Linked DNA regions of Zea mays: region 1 is linked to region 2. A link is a contact called in public Hi-C data. All regions are on one chromosome and are shown on one strand. The core of a region is the stretch at or near the end of the contact, and the rest is flanking DNA. Distances in the headings are between cores, read along the strand shown. Region 1 has its middle 71 kb from the start of LOC103653383. Region 2 holds the start of LOC100285361.

What was found. Hi-C and Micro-C count contacts between places; a contact is called where the count stands out from the background.
Region 1: a Hi-C map of bundle sheath shows a contact between it and region 2, with 4 times the contacts expected there. The contact joins the enhancer-like site here to the promoter of LOC100285361 in region 2. A contact is called at or near these places in 7 of 25 Hi-C or Micro-C datasets (bundle sheath, ear, endosperm and 2 more).

Annotation. Positions count from the first base shown.
Region 1 is chr4:72,938,845-72,945,714 of Zm-B73-REFERENCE-NAM-5.0, reverse strand. No RefSeq gene overlaps it. Among protein-coding and RNA genes, the nearest start is that of LOC103653383, 71 kb to the left of the region's middle. Within about 2 kb of position 2,909, at least 15 of the 20 cell types and tissues checked have an H3K27ac peak or open chromatin away from gene starts, as enhancers often do. A contact at or near this core is called in bundle sheath, ear, endosperm and 2 more, where this site is marked.
Region 2 is chr4:72,858,916-72,865,112 of Zm-B73-REFERENCE-NAM-5.0, reverse strand. LOC100285361 reads left to right here and starts at 3,987. Exons shown (of 1, transcript NM_001158253.2): 1 at 3,987-5,166. The coding sequence starts at 4,104. The coding sequence ends at 5,024.

The sequences.
Region 1 (6,870 bases), core at 1,660-4,159, 82 kb before region 2:
TGGAGTTAGCCACACCTTGGCTTGGAGTCTATTTCAACTCCTTCTTCTATTTGCTCAGATCTATCAATGCAACAGATAGAGCCTTCCACTACGTTGATGTCAGTTACAACGATGCCGTGGCTGCTTACAATCTTCTCGACAGCACTCCGGCAAAGTAACAATGCGCTCAAGATTTTGCTCTAGCTCTCAGCAGCACTTCCCCTCTCTCTAAAGGCTTATAACTTCGCCTCTACACAAACTAGAGAGATACACAAGAGAGGGAGAGAGAGAGATAATTGATCCAAATGATGTATGCACTTGTTGGCTGCTCTTGTGTGCTTGTTTGAGGCTCCTAGGGGTCCCTTTTATAGCCCCAAAGGGCCTAGGAGTCGTTGGAGCTTCATTTGGAAGCTCCTAGCCTTCCCTGGTTGCGGGTGCACCGGACTGTCCGGTGGCGCACCGGACAATGAACAGTAACGGATCTGATTGACAGTTTCCTTCTCTAGAACAGCTAGCCGTTGGTGCACCGGACAGGTCACTATTCACTATCCTGTGCACCGGACACATCCACTATTCACTGTCCTGTGCACCGGACATAGCTACTATTCACTGTCCTGTGCACCGGACAGAGTTATATTCACTGTCCTGTGCACCGGACAGCTACTATTCACTGTCCTGTGCACCAGCCAACATCACACTAAGTGATTTTTCCTCCGTTCTTTCTCCGTTTGACTTCAACTTTCGGGAGGATTTTCCTGAGACTTAAACAAACACATTTAGAGTATAATTCAATTGATTTAGTCCTAGAAACTTACATCTTTATTGTTCTTCTCCTAGCTTTTCTGTTTCTCCTCAAACAGAGATTAGAATGGCACTTTCTCTACAGAAAGAGTTAGAGAGCAAACCAAGGCACCAAACTTGTAGTAAGAGGTGGATGCAAAATGGTTGAACACTCAAACCTTACATACTTAACCTTTTTCATCGTTTTACCCAATTTGGCATGTTTGAGGCCGATGTTGGACTCTAAACCATCAAGTCAACTTGACTTGATCCAGATTGATATATCTGAGCTCCAACCCCCTTGTTTACTTCCCGATCTTGATCTTGAGCTTTATGACTTACACCACATAATTGTAGATGTTGCCTTATTGGTTGTAAGTCATATCCTTATGTAGTGATCCTTGATGCACCATAACTCTTCTTAACTCGATCAACCTTGACTTTGCAAGTCTTCTTCTTCACCCCTGGCTTTGGGTTCCTGGTCTCCTTGACCTTCTCCCATGCACTCGGTACCTCGAAGCTCTTCTTGCCTCCATCCTTGGCTTGATCGGTTGTCTCTGAGTTACGCACATCGAGTCTCACTTAAGCAATGTCCATCTTACTTGTGATGTCCATTATCTATATATAATCTAGTCTTTGGACCATCACACTTGTTCACTTGTGTTGAACCCTGTTAGCTTTGCATTAAGCACCTGTTCAACACTTAGCACACTTGTTAGTCCTTTAATTGGGTTGTCATCCAAACACCAGAACCCACAAGAGAGCTTTCAGATAGTAACACCATGTACCGCAGCATATATTCAGGTTTCCGGGGTCCCCGACGGGTTTCGGGTCCTCGGCGATTTTTATCTCGATACGGGGTTCGGGTTGGGTTCAGGTTTTATTATCGGGTTTCGGATTTGGGTCCGCGAACGTTCTACATGCCTCGAATCCGATCTTTGGCCGCCTTCTTCAGAATTTCGATCACAAACTCAGCAACTAGAATGGTATGTAGATAATAATTTCAAATCCACAAGGAAAACAACTATTAATGATAATTCTAGCTGACATACCACATATGTGCTGAGCTGAAGAGTTAAGGAAAACCAGTTTTCTGCCTGCTCGGTATCTGTTACCTCTTCCTCACTCTCCTGAAAATACAAGCGATGATAACCATCAAAATGCGCAAATCCCCAAAACCATGTGGAATTCGAGTATGCAACAACATTTCACCACAGAAGTACCAAGATTCTCAAGGTCACCACATTGAACAGTGCAAAACTATATTAAAAGGTACCTGATGTAGTTCCATTAGCTCCTAAAGACAATTGCTCATCAACACTTTCTTTATGCATGCTTTCCCTGCAAGCATATAAAAATATAATATAGCATAAGAAGTTAATTTCGGAATGTTGTTTTGGATATAAATCAACTGTATAAGTTTAGCTCTTTTTTCTTATACCCCGTCACATAAGAAAAGGAACTTGCGTGCAACTATGCGGCAGCACATCTGAACAAATGCAGTGGGCATGTCGCGTAATTGTGCCGAATTGGGGAAGAATTGCGCCAAATTGGGGAAGGAGTCGGGAGCGAGCAGAGGCGCAGCAGAACAACACTTTGTTAGGCTTTCATTCATCTAGGCTTTACTGGTAGTAGTAGGCTTAGTGGGCCAAACTTCAAGGTTGTTCTGGGTCCGTATGAACCACTCTGGGCTTGGCTGGGCTGGCTGCCCGGCCGTTGGACCTGGAAGTGGCCGACCGACACAAGGGTGTTGAACCAAATTTTTTTTCTTCTTTCCTTTCGCTAATTGCAAAAACCTCTCAAATTTAAGAAAATTTGACTCCAGTTCAAACTCCAATTTTAAGAGGAAACCCAGCGCGGAAACGGTAACGATCCCGATCTACAGAGGAGTCCTGGCTTCCGAACCGGAGCGACGCCTCCGCCTCCGAATGCCCTTGATTTTCTTTCCTTTCGCTCTCGTGAACTGGGGATCAATGAATCCAGTCACCCTCTGGACTCATCTGAAGCCTGCTAGCTGAATTCAGTAATCCTCTTACCGTTGACTGTTGTTCAGACGCTAGCTGTTGCGTTTATTGGGTCAGGCTCCGGGAGCTGATGTTGCCATCTGGAATGGCTAAGATTCTACTAACAACGGACAAAACACCTGGTGATCTCAGTCTCAGTACAGCAACCTCCTGGCTGGATCGAAGCGGACCGGTTGACTCGTTCAGTCTCCTGTTGCATGCATCCAAGCCAGTCATTCTCCCTTTCTTTCCTTTTTCCTTTTTCCTTTTCCTTTTCCTTTTTCTCTGTCTTTATCTTTGTCTTTGTCTTGAACGGAGAAGAGACTGTCTAGCTAGCTAGAGAACAGTTCAAGATCTTTTGTCTGCCTGGACGGTCTGTCTGCAGCAGTGGAGAACGACCGAGAAGTCTGAGCAAGAGAGCGATTGACCGGTTCAGCAGCCGCCATGCCGTAGCTTGTATTGTGCGTGCAGCAGCAGCACCAGCTAGCGGCGTTTTGTACGCGCGGACCTACCGTTTGAATGCAACAGGCCAAAAAAAAGCGTGAAGAGACAAGGAACGGACGAAACGTTCGTTAGCTCCTCACAACGGACCCCTTCAAAGTCGATGGCCTTTTTTCCCCAGCGTAAGGTTATCTAATAGATCATAGTTTACTAGTTCAGAATAAAAGGCAATAACAGCTTTGGATTAACGTTGGTCGTACGGGTAGATGTGACACGCTGCATCAACGAGCTACGGAGCCTTTTGCATGACATAACGTCAAGGCGGCTGTTTTGACCGTAGCAGCTGCAAATAAGTAGCAGAAGCCGGTACGGATTAAAAACAAACGAACAGATTGATTCACCACTATCCCTATTAACACTACGGGTCTTATCACGGTGCTTTATAACCGGCACTAAAAAAACATTTAAACTTTCAAAACCCATACAACCAAATCACTCATACACTCGTAATTTTCAATAAATCAACCAAACAAATTACACGCGGACTTAACACATCATCAAAACCAACTGATCGGATCGTTGGATAACTATTTTTTTATTCACTCAAATCCAATTAACAATATTATTTAAATTATCACTTATTCATCCCCTCCTCCTCCTCCTCTTTGCCTCGTGGCCCCGCTGTCCTCTCACACTCTCCTCACTCGCACCGCCACCGCTGACCCCTCCTTTCTCTTCCTGTGATCACAGTGTTAGTACAAACTATGTACTAGTAGAGATAGATGTCTCTGTTGGTTGGTCTCATATCACCTTATCATTGTGATAAACTATTCAGATCTAAGATTTTGAATTAACCATGGTTGTCCATTTTCATTTGAACTCCATCTGCTCCTCGCATTGGGTGAACCCGACCTTTGCTCCTCTTTGTAGGGCTTTGTCTTCTTCAAAAAATAACTTAAGCTTTGACAAATGGAATGCCTTATTGGAATCTAAGGTTCGTGAAATAAATAAAGGTTTGTTCGGTTGCGTTTGGATCGAAGGGGGATTAAATCCTCTTCTATTCAATTTTGATCAGAGATGAATTTAATCCCCTCCAATTCACTTTGATCCAGACACAACCGGACAAGACCTAATGGGGTAATGTATTACGAACAAAATACCTTAATGTCTTGAACATATATGTTTTACAAATTAAGATAATAGAAGAATGAAGATTTAGACAGGACCAAAGGAAAAAAACAAAACGATTCCGACTAGAAAGAGTGACAAAAAAAGAACATTTTTTATGAGGGCTTGGTATAATTTCTCTAGAACTTCTAAACATGTGATTCCATGGAAAAATATATATAAGACTTAAAGAAAGGCAATCCTTTGTTCCAGAAGTCTTCACAGAAAAAAAAAGATTAACTACATGATTCCTTTGTACCAAAATCACATCTATTATTCTTCTCTTTTCGAAGGAAGACTGCAAAAATAAAATAAAATTGAACCAATACCAGTCGGCACCTATTGGAGCACGAAGAACCAATCGAAGCGTGGATTAATCAACTCGAATATAATTCCATACCAATCGAGTCGTGGGTGCTATGCGCTTCTGACTTGGATCGCACACTAAACAAAAGGCAAGCTGGGCTGCAAGATTAGAGTTGACTTCTCTTTTTTGGTTTATTGTAGTAGTATAGTAGTACTGATAAGTGGCTACTTGTGCATAAAGGAGGAGTATATTAGACAAGACAAAGCATGAATCAGTGCATGGTGTCGTCACGCATGGCGAAGTGGGGGGGGGGGGGGGGGGGGGGAGAAAACACGTTTGCTCTCTCTCTCTCTCTCTCATAGTGACCCCAAATTAATTACAGAGGCACTAACAAAAACATATCTAGCTAGGTTAGTGTGTATCTTTGCATTATGTTTTCTCTCTCTCTCTTCTTTTTTCGTGTGTGTGAGTGGTGATTAGCATCTTGCCGATGCCCTGTCTCCTCGCTTTTCAGTTCTTAATGGTTTTCCGGGAGATTTTGCCTCACGGTTTTATTTTTTTAAAAAAGTAAGATATGATCTTTTTTTTCTTTTGGAACTGTAGGCATCATTGTACACAGGTCCAACTCTACTACGACCTTTAGCTGTAGCACTTTTTTTCTAAAGACGAGCTTTATTACCATTTGTCGAGGGAATTATTTTTGTTTTCAGTCGCTTTAGTTGACCTTCTTGGCCTAGTCAGTCCGCAGCTGGTTTTCTAAGCAAACAGAATTCGACAATCGTCTCGTTGATTTGTGGAATTGTGATTGATGGTTGTGTCCTTTACATCTGGTCAAAAAATATCGGATTAGACTTAACTAACTAATCGTCTCTTTAACGGGCCCTTGATTGAGAGTGTGACGGAACCTCTCAAGTCATTAGGACCACATACAGTTATCCTTGTCCAACGGACCTCGGACAACCCCGTATATGCACCTGATCACTTGACAAGTTCGGTATCTGTATTCTTTACCTTTCCCAAGAGCGTTTCACCCGTCACGTAGATATTACAACACATCGGAGGAACGAATAAGCGGAAGCAATTACAGTAACTTAATTTACATTAAAATATAGAAGAGTGTTATTATTAGAGACCAGTCATATAGGAGTGCAGAAGTAATATTATTACAAACCCGGGAGACAAAAACCCCTCCCGCTTAACAGTAAAGTGTTTTTAAAAGGAGGACAACATCCTCCAGAGGCTTCATTCTTGAGTTTCTTCCTTTAGCACCACCTTAGAACAAAAGCAACAAAAGTTTACTGCTTCCTCACTTACAACAACATGGGTTCGAAAACTCTGAGTACGAAGTGTACTTTCGCAAGTCTTACCCGTCAAAATAAAAGACTCTCAAAGATATGCTGGCTTGAGGGAGTCAAGGTAAGGCTTAATTAAGAATCAAAACTCTGTTTGCAAAAATGCTTACTAATAGTGGATCCTTAAAAATCCAGTTTTATTAGCAAGTTAAGTCATTACCTGATTCTAGAATTCTTTCTATCCTAGTTCAAGCACTTGGCCTATACTAGCCATCTTCTTATTAACCCTTCTTGTTCACTGGAATGCTACTTGTAGGTCAGTGACCAAGTCTTCATGTCCGAGAAATAACAGCGATCTGAATCGATTAATACCCAGTCGGGGATCTCCAATCACACGACATATGTATCACTTAACCCTTGCATATGTCAACTCGCCACCGGGGTTCTTAAGACCAGATCAGGTTCACGCCAACCGAGAGCACAAATACACCACCGTCCAGCCTCTTGCCACGGAGGGTACACACTACTCTCGCCATCTCTCCACTCCCATTGCGTGTTATCTTATTCTGGTATTAGTCTGCCCGAGGCAAAGCTTACCCATGATGAGGCATATGACCGGTTAAAAGGTCCTCGATCATCAAGCCTACATCAAGACGGTCCTTAATCGACTCAGACGGAGACACTACACCGAGACTCTCTTCTCGTGCAAGTCACTCGTCCGGTCTCAGCTTTAACATTTCATACCCAAAGTTTGGTACCTGTCAGAGGTACATCTTTTCCGATGTTCAATCCATCACGGCCATGATGGATCCACCATCAAGTTTTATTTTTGAAAACATCCCATCCCGCTTGAAGCATCATATTTTATCAAAACAAAACATTTGTTTTTCTAGAGCAAAAC
Region 2 (6,197 bases), core at 2,738-5,237:
ACAGGGGCTACAGATTGCAACCAAATAAAGTATCTTTTCGTTCTGAAGCAGACGAGCATGTTGTAGTCAATGGCTGCGGTGATACTTAATTGGTCATTGTCACGCGTTGGTCTCTATGTGTAAACTTGTCAAGGGATGGAATCCAGAAAAGTTGAGTATAAGGAATGTAGAGAACAAAGGGGAGATTGTTGGGTGTGTCCTCTACAGCCAGTCAATAGAGATCGGATTAGGCTTAACCCAACTAATCATCTCTTTAACGGACCCTTGATTGGGAGGGCCCACGCTATCCTCGGTTGGAGCCTCCAGTCACACAACACTATATATAAAGGACTAAGGAGTCATAGGAAAGACTAACGCTAGTACTTAGCCCCAAAACCCTAGTCCCACAGATGTCCCATCACTTAAGCGTCGGAGTGTCTAGAAGCGTGATAACCCACAGTGGCTCGGATCCCGATGCCTGCTACTCCTTTGCAAGGCCAACGGAGGTGATGCTGACGGCAACGACAACACTCCACCATTGCGCAGGACGCGTCAACAACGAAGGTGTGTTTCCCTATTCCTGTCAATAGAACAGATCTACTCGTCATCGAGGTTTTCCTGTTTACGGATTGGTATTCTAGGGGCTTAGAAATCGATCCTAGGCACCATAGAATCTAACAGTGATTTGTCAATAAAGTCACTCGCTAAACTATCATTTTGGGAGCCATTCTAAAAAAGCCACTCTATGTCTCCCTACCCTCCCATCTAACAACTTATCTTGTTGGACACTTTGACAATCAACACTATCCCTTGTCTTTAGCGACCAAAAAATCATAAACAGACTAGCAAAGTCCACGTACGTTTCTACGGTTTTCATTTATAGATATAGACTATAAAACATAAAGACATGTGTGTTCTATTTGGCTAAGTGGATGTAAACATGGACTTGAAGCTAACAGCAATGTTTCGAATCCTTATTTGCGCATAATTTTAGTTTTTTACCAGCAGAGCCCATGCAATTGAGGCCTTTGGGGGTGCGGTGGTACCGGTGATATGGCGATCTTGTAGATAAACCGGTACTAGCAAGGCAAGATGTGGTGGGGGGAATAGATCTACGCAACAGGAAGAAGGACAATGTCGATGGTGCCTTCTCCTCTCCCTCTCCTTCGGATGTTCAGCCACGTATCTAGTTGTTAGACGATACGTGGGCAAAAAATAGATCTATGCCGCGGCGGCAGCGGCTAGTTGAAGTACAATGACTTTTTTTGCAACAGATATGAAAGTAGAAATTAAACCGGCAAAACTAGTGTTTTATAGGAGCAGAGAAGATAGAAATATTTGAAGATGGTCTAGTTAAAGACGTTGCTAGAGAAGATGTTTTTATTAAAATCTCTCGATTGTGATTATTTATTTATACAGAATTATAATTGATACAAAAGGAATTGTTCGAGTCTCGAATTGACAATCCTATTGAGAGCGTCCTTGTCAAACGAAAGAAGACAAGAACCTGGTTCAGTCGCTGAGATCCATTGGCCTGACGGTCTCAAGGAAGACTGCCGAGCCGCTGGCGGCGACGACGACGGCCAGGAGGACCAGCCAGGAGCCGGTCGTCGTCGCATGCGCGAGGAAGCAACAAAACTGACCGGTTCAGCAACGGTACGGTATCCAACCCTGTGCGGCTCTGCACCTCAACTGTACAATTTTGTATTTGTATATATCTATGTACGTGTGGGTATACGCATGCACGGCACGGATGGACACGGCTCGTTCAAATGGAACGCCCAGAGCCTGGCCGGCCGAAGAACGGACTCAAACGTTTTTCTTCTAGATTAATCGACCCTCTCTCTCTGTGGTCGATTAAATAAATCTACTTGCATTTGACCTCGTCATCCACACGCCAAGCGCGAGAAACCATGTGTGCGGCATATTTTCAACGGGTAAACAACTACACACATGCATACAGTGACGGATCCAAAAATAGATCAAAAGAGGGGCTACTAAGATAAATCATATTTAACAGAGGTGCCAACGGATGTGGCGGGCGTCTTGAGGACAGCGAAATGATGATGAGTGTTGAATTAATGTGGGACTGACACATATTAATATTCAATAATAGTCAATGCTATAGACTTACTTTAATGCTACGGTGTACTAGTACTTTAGTACCATACCGGAAGTTCAAGGAACAATTCACTCAACTTAAATAGGTTGACCGTTGGTTCATCTATTGAGAAGCTGAGAAAAGGGTGAAGGACTGCTACACACACGCGCCGCCGGCCGAGCCGGGTAGTGGCCGTGGTAGATCAGACCTTGGTCTGAATATTCCTTCCTAACAGTTGCGCATTTTGCCTAGAGTGATGACCGTCCATTATTGTCATATAACGGTAGCTCTAATGGTGGCCTCCCTCTGCACGTGTATATATATACGAGGAGGCGAGACTGCTTCTGGATTGACAACATAGTACGCTCGTACAGTGTCAGACGCGTTGCACATAGCACATCCTCGTCCCACCTTATGCGAGCACAGAGAGTGTGGGAGAGCAGGCCTCCGAAATCGCCGTCCGCAGAGAAACACTTGCACGGGTGTGCGGGTGATCAGGTTTTTGGGGAGCGTACTCGCGACTGCTCGCTTCGTCCGCTCGACCATCACTGATCAAATTCCTCGTCGCCGGCGCCGTTCGAGGGACTGCACTGCGTACATCTGGCTGCGTCAACTGCGTACGACTACATCGAACATACACATGAGATATCTCGTGTGAATGGAGCCACTGATGCCTTGAACATCGGTCCCTCCGTAGGATACAATCTGTTATTTGTACATATAAACATATCGTCACATACATCACTGTGATTTTCTGGATTAAATTAAAACTGAAAATGCAAATTTCTCCAACAGTGAGCACCATGGAGACGTCCGCGCAAGGTTGGTGTGCTGCAGCAGCTTGTATGTAGGCCTACTACAGTTTGGTTTACAGCTTGTGTCTTGTGCTAGGTGCATGTGCGTTGCTAGTTACTAAAGGTGTGTTGGTCGTGCGCGCTGGCTCGTGGTTGCGTCTCGTGTGGCAACATCGGTGTGCAGTGCGATGCACAATGCACACTAGGCCCTACGGAGCAACGCTAATATGGTTGTAGTGTTGAAGCATAGATATGGTCCGATGCGGATACGTGCACCGCCACATTGGTGTTGACGTGAATATATGATGGTGACATACTGGCATGGATGAAGGCCAGACACAGATGCTGAATGTCACGGTCAAGAAGGTTGTAGCCTATTTTAATTAAGTTTTATGAGCTATATTTATAATATAATATGCACAACATAATCTACAGCCCCCTTCTGTACGCCTCTCCATGCATACTAGGACGACGATCGATTGGTGGCGTGTGGAAGCGAGCTGGAGAGATCTCCCGAAAACTTTGACTTTTAATTAACGAGCTGTAGAGAGAGAGAGGAGAGCACACAAAACATTGACTTTTAGGTACTACTCCTATGTTTCTTTTATTTGAACACGGATGTGAGGACTTCTAGCGCTTCTAGGCAGGCACCCGCCATTTCCCGACGGTTGACTTTTTGGTCCAAATTAAAGCTGACTTCCAAAGTCTCGTTGTACTACCAGCTACCAAACCTGGAGGAAGGGAAGGGAGGCCCTTGAAGAAAGCGCTGCATCGTTATTATTTCCAAAGTGGAGCTACTGATGGACTTTGTTTATAGAAAAAGTGCCATACGTTATTCGGTGACAAATAATGGATTTTGTTTATAGAAAAGTGTGCCTTTGCAAGATTACTCAGATATACTCCAAGCCAAAAAAAAAAGAAGGCGAGGTTGATATCTGAGTCAGAACCTCGAATAAAAGAGCCATCAGCCATGGGAGGGAGAAGGAAGGCATTGACTTTGTACAGGCCCAGCGCCAGCGGGCGGGCAGCTCGTCGTCTAGTATTTGGTCCTCTCCGCTGGGTCCTCCCCCATTTCCACCTATAAAACCCCACCCCACCACCGTTACAATCCCACACAGCCCAATACTACTAGCCACAAGACAGCAGCAGCAGCAGCAGCGCGCGGACCCGACCTGACCTGACTGACCTCCTCCCACGCCCGGACGGCGGAAGGCCGCAGCAGCCAAGCCATGGCGGTGGACCTGATGTCCTGCGGCGGCGGCGGGGCGTACGAGCACCTGGCGTTCCAGGAGGCGGCCGCGGCGGGGCTGCGCAGCCTGGAGCTGCTGGCTTCCTCGCTCTCCCCGTGCGCCGCGGGGCGGGCTGAGTCGCCGCCGCTGGGGCAGATCGCCGACCAGGCCGTGTCCCGCTTCCGCCGCGTCATCAACCTGCTGGACCGCACGGGCCACGCCCGCTTCCGCCGCGCGCCCGCCGCCGCGGCGAAGCCTATAGGGATGACGGAGACGGAGGCGGCGCTCCCTCCCGCGTCGGGCCGACAGGCGGTGGCGGTGGAGCCGGCGCAGAAGACGGAGCCGGCGCAGAAGACGGCCCTGACGCTGGACTTCGCCAAGCCGGCCCCGGCCCCGGCCGTGTCCGCGACGTCGACCTCGTTCCTGTCGTCGGTGACTGCGGGCGGCGAGGCGTCCAAGGGGTGCAGCCTTGCCGCCGTGTCCTCCGGCAAGCCTCCCCTCCCGAAGCGCAAGCTGCCGCCGTGCGCCGCCGCCGTCCCCCACCACCACCAGCACCAGGCGCACCACCCCCACCCCGCCGAGCGGTGCCACTGCTCCTCCAAGAAGAAGCGCGCCCGGCATGGGATGCTGTCGAGGCGCACCGTGCGCGTGCCCGCGGCCGCGGCCGCGGCGGGGTCGCAGCCGCCCCACCCCCACGCGCCCGCGTCGTCGGACATCCCCGCCGACGACTACTCGTGGCGCAAGTACGGGCAGAAGCCCATCAAGGGGTCCCCCTACCCGCGCGGCTACTACCGCTGCAGCAGCGCCAAGGGCTGCCCCGCGCGCAAGCACGTGGAGCGCGCCGCCGACGACCCGGCCACGCTCGTCGTCACCTACGAGGGCGACCACCGCCACGACGCCGCCGCCGGCCACGCGCCGTGAACATCCTTTTTTCCCCCACACTCATTAGCAGCGGTAGTCGATCAGTGCTAGTGGTCCGCTTGTTCGATTTGTTCTTTCTTTGGATTAGTTGTAGATCTCAAGCTTTGCTTCTGTAAATGAAGAAATCAAAAGGCTTCGAATTTCTCTCGGCAAGTAGCAGCATACTACTGCAGCTGCTCAAGTATAATCGTAGGAATAGGAATACGATCAGCGGCGTCCCAGCACCAGGACGGGAGGACCAGGTTCCCTTGGCCACAAGTCAAAGAAACGGGACACGGCATCAATACTGTACGCGTTTTAAGTATCGTGTCGGGCGGGGTGCGTGGGGCCGCCGGCCCAATGACCAAAGCCGGTCAAAAGCAGGCCGATGAGCGGTCGCTTTCGCTTTCAGGGACGGGGTCACCAAAGCCAGGGTTTGGGTTGGGGTGTCCAAGAGTTGACCGCGCAGGCGAGCTCTTGGATTTTTTTTCCTTCTGCGGCAGAGCGCGTGACGCCGACGGCGACGCATGGGCCAACCTGTCGGACAGGGACGGCCATTGGGGGGCGCCTGGCTCGGTGCCTCGGTGCTCTGCCTGCTCTCCCGTCCGGCCTTTTTCCATCCGTTGACTTTTCGGTCCAGTTGTACTAGTAGTTGCTGCAAGTGCCAACCCTGCCAGGTGCGGTGCTACTCGGTCGGTTCACACGAAATTTACTACGTACTACTACTTGGGTGAATAAGAGGACGTATGATTCTTATTATTTTAGTAGTCAAATAATGTGAAAGCTGACCAGGATTACACAAAACAACATTAATATTTATACACACACTAATATTCGTTTGGAGAGCTGTTCTCTTTCTAGTGCACCCATAATACACACACCTTACTTGAGTATTCGCCTCCACTCGTTACCCGTGCGCTGGCAAGGGAGAGCACCCTTCCAATAACTAAAGGAAGCCTAGATCAGACAATGCAATCCGGTCGAGCCGGACCAAGTTCAGACGTCTATAAAAGAAAATCCGTAGTGTTAGAGATCAGTTTTTCACGCCCTATCTCGATTCATTAGCGACGACGGTTGCCCGATAGCGCGCGGCAGTGGACCCCCGGCCAGTGGGTGCGGTGGCTGCGGTGGCCGCGGCTCTCCGACCTCGACATGCGGTGGCGGCGGTTCCCAGCCTGCGGCGGCGGCCCCCGA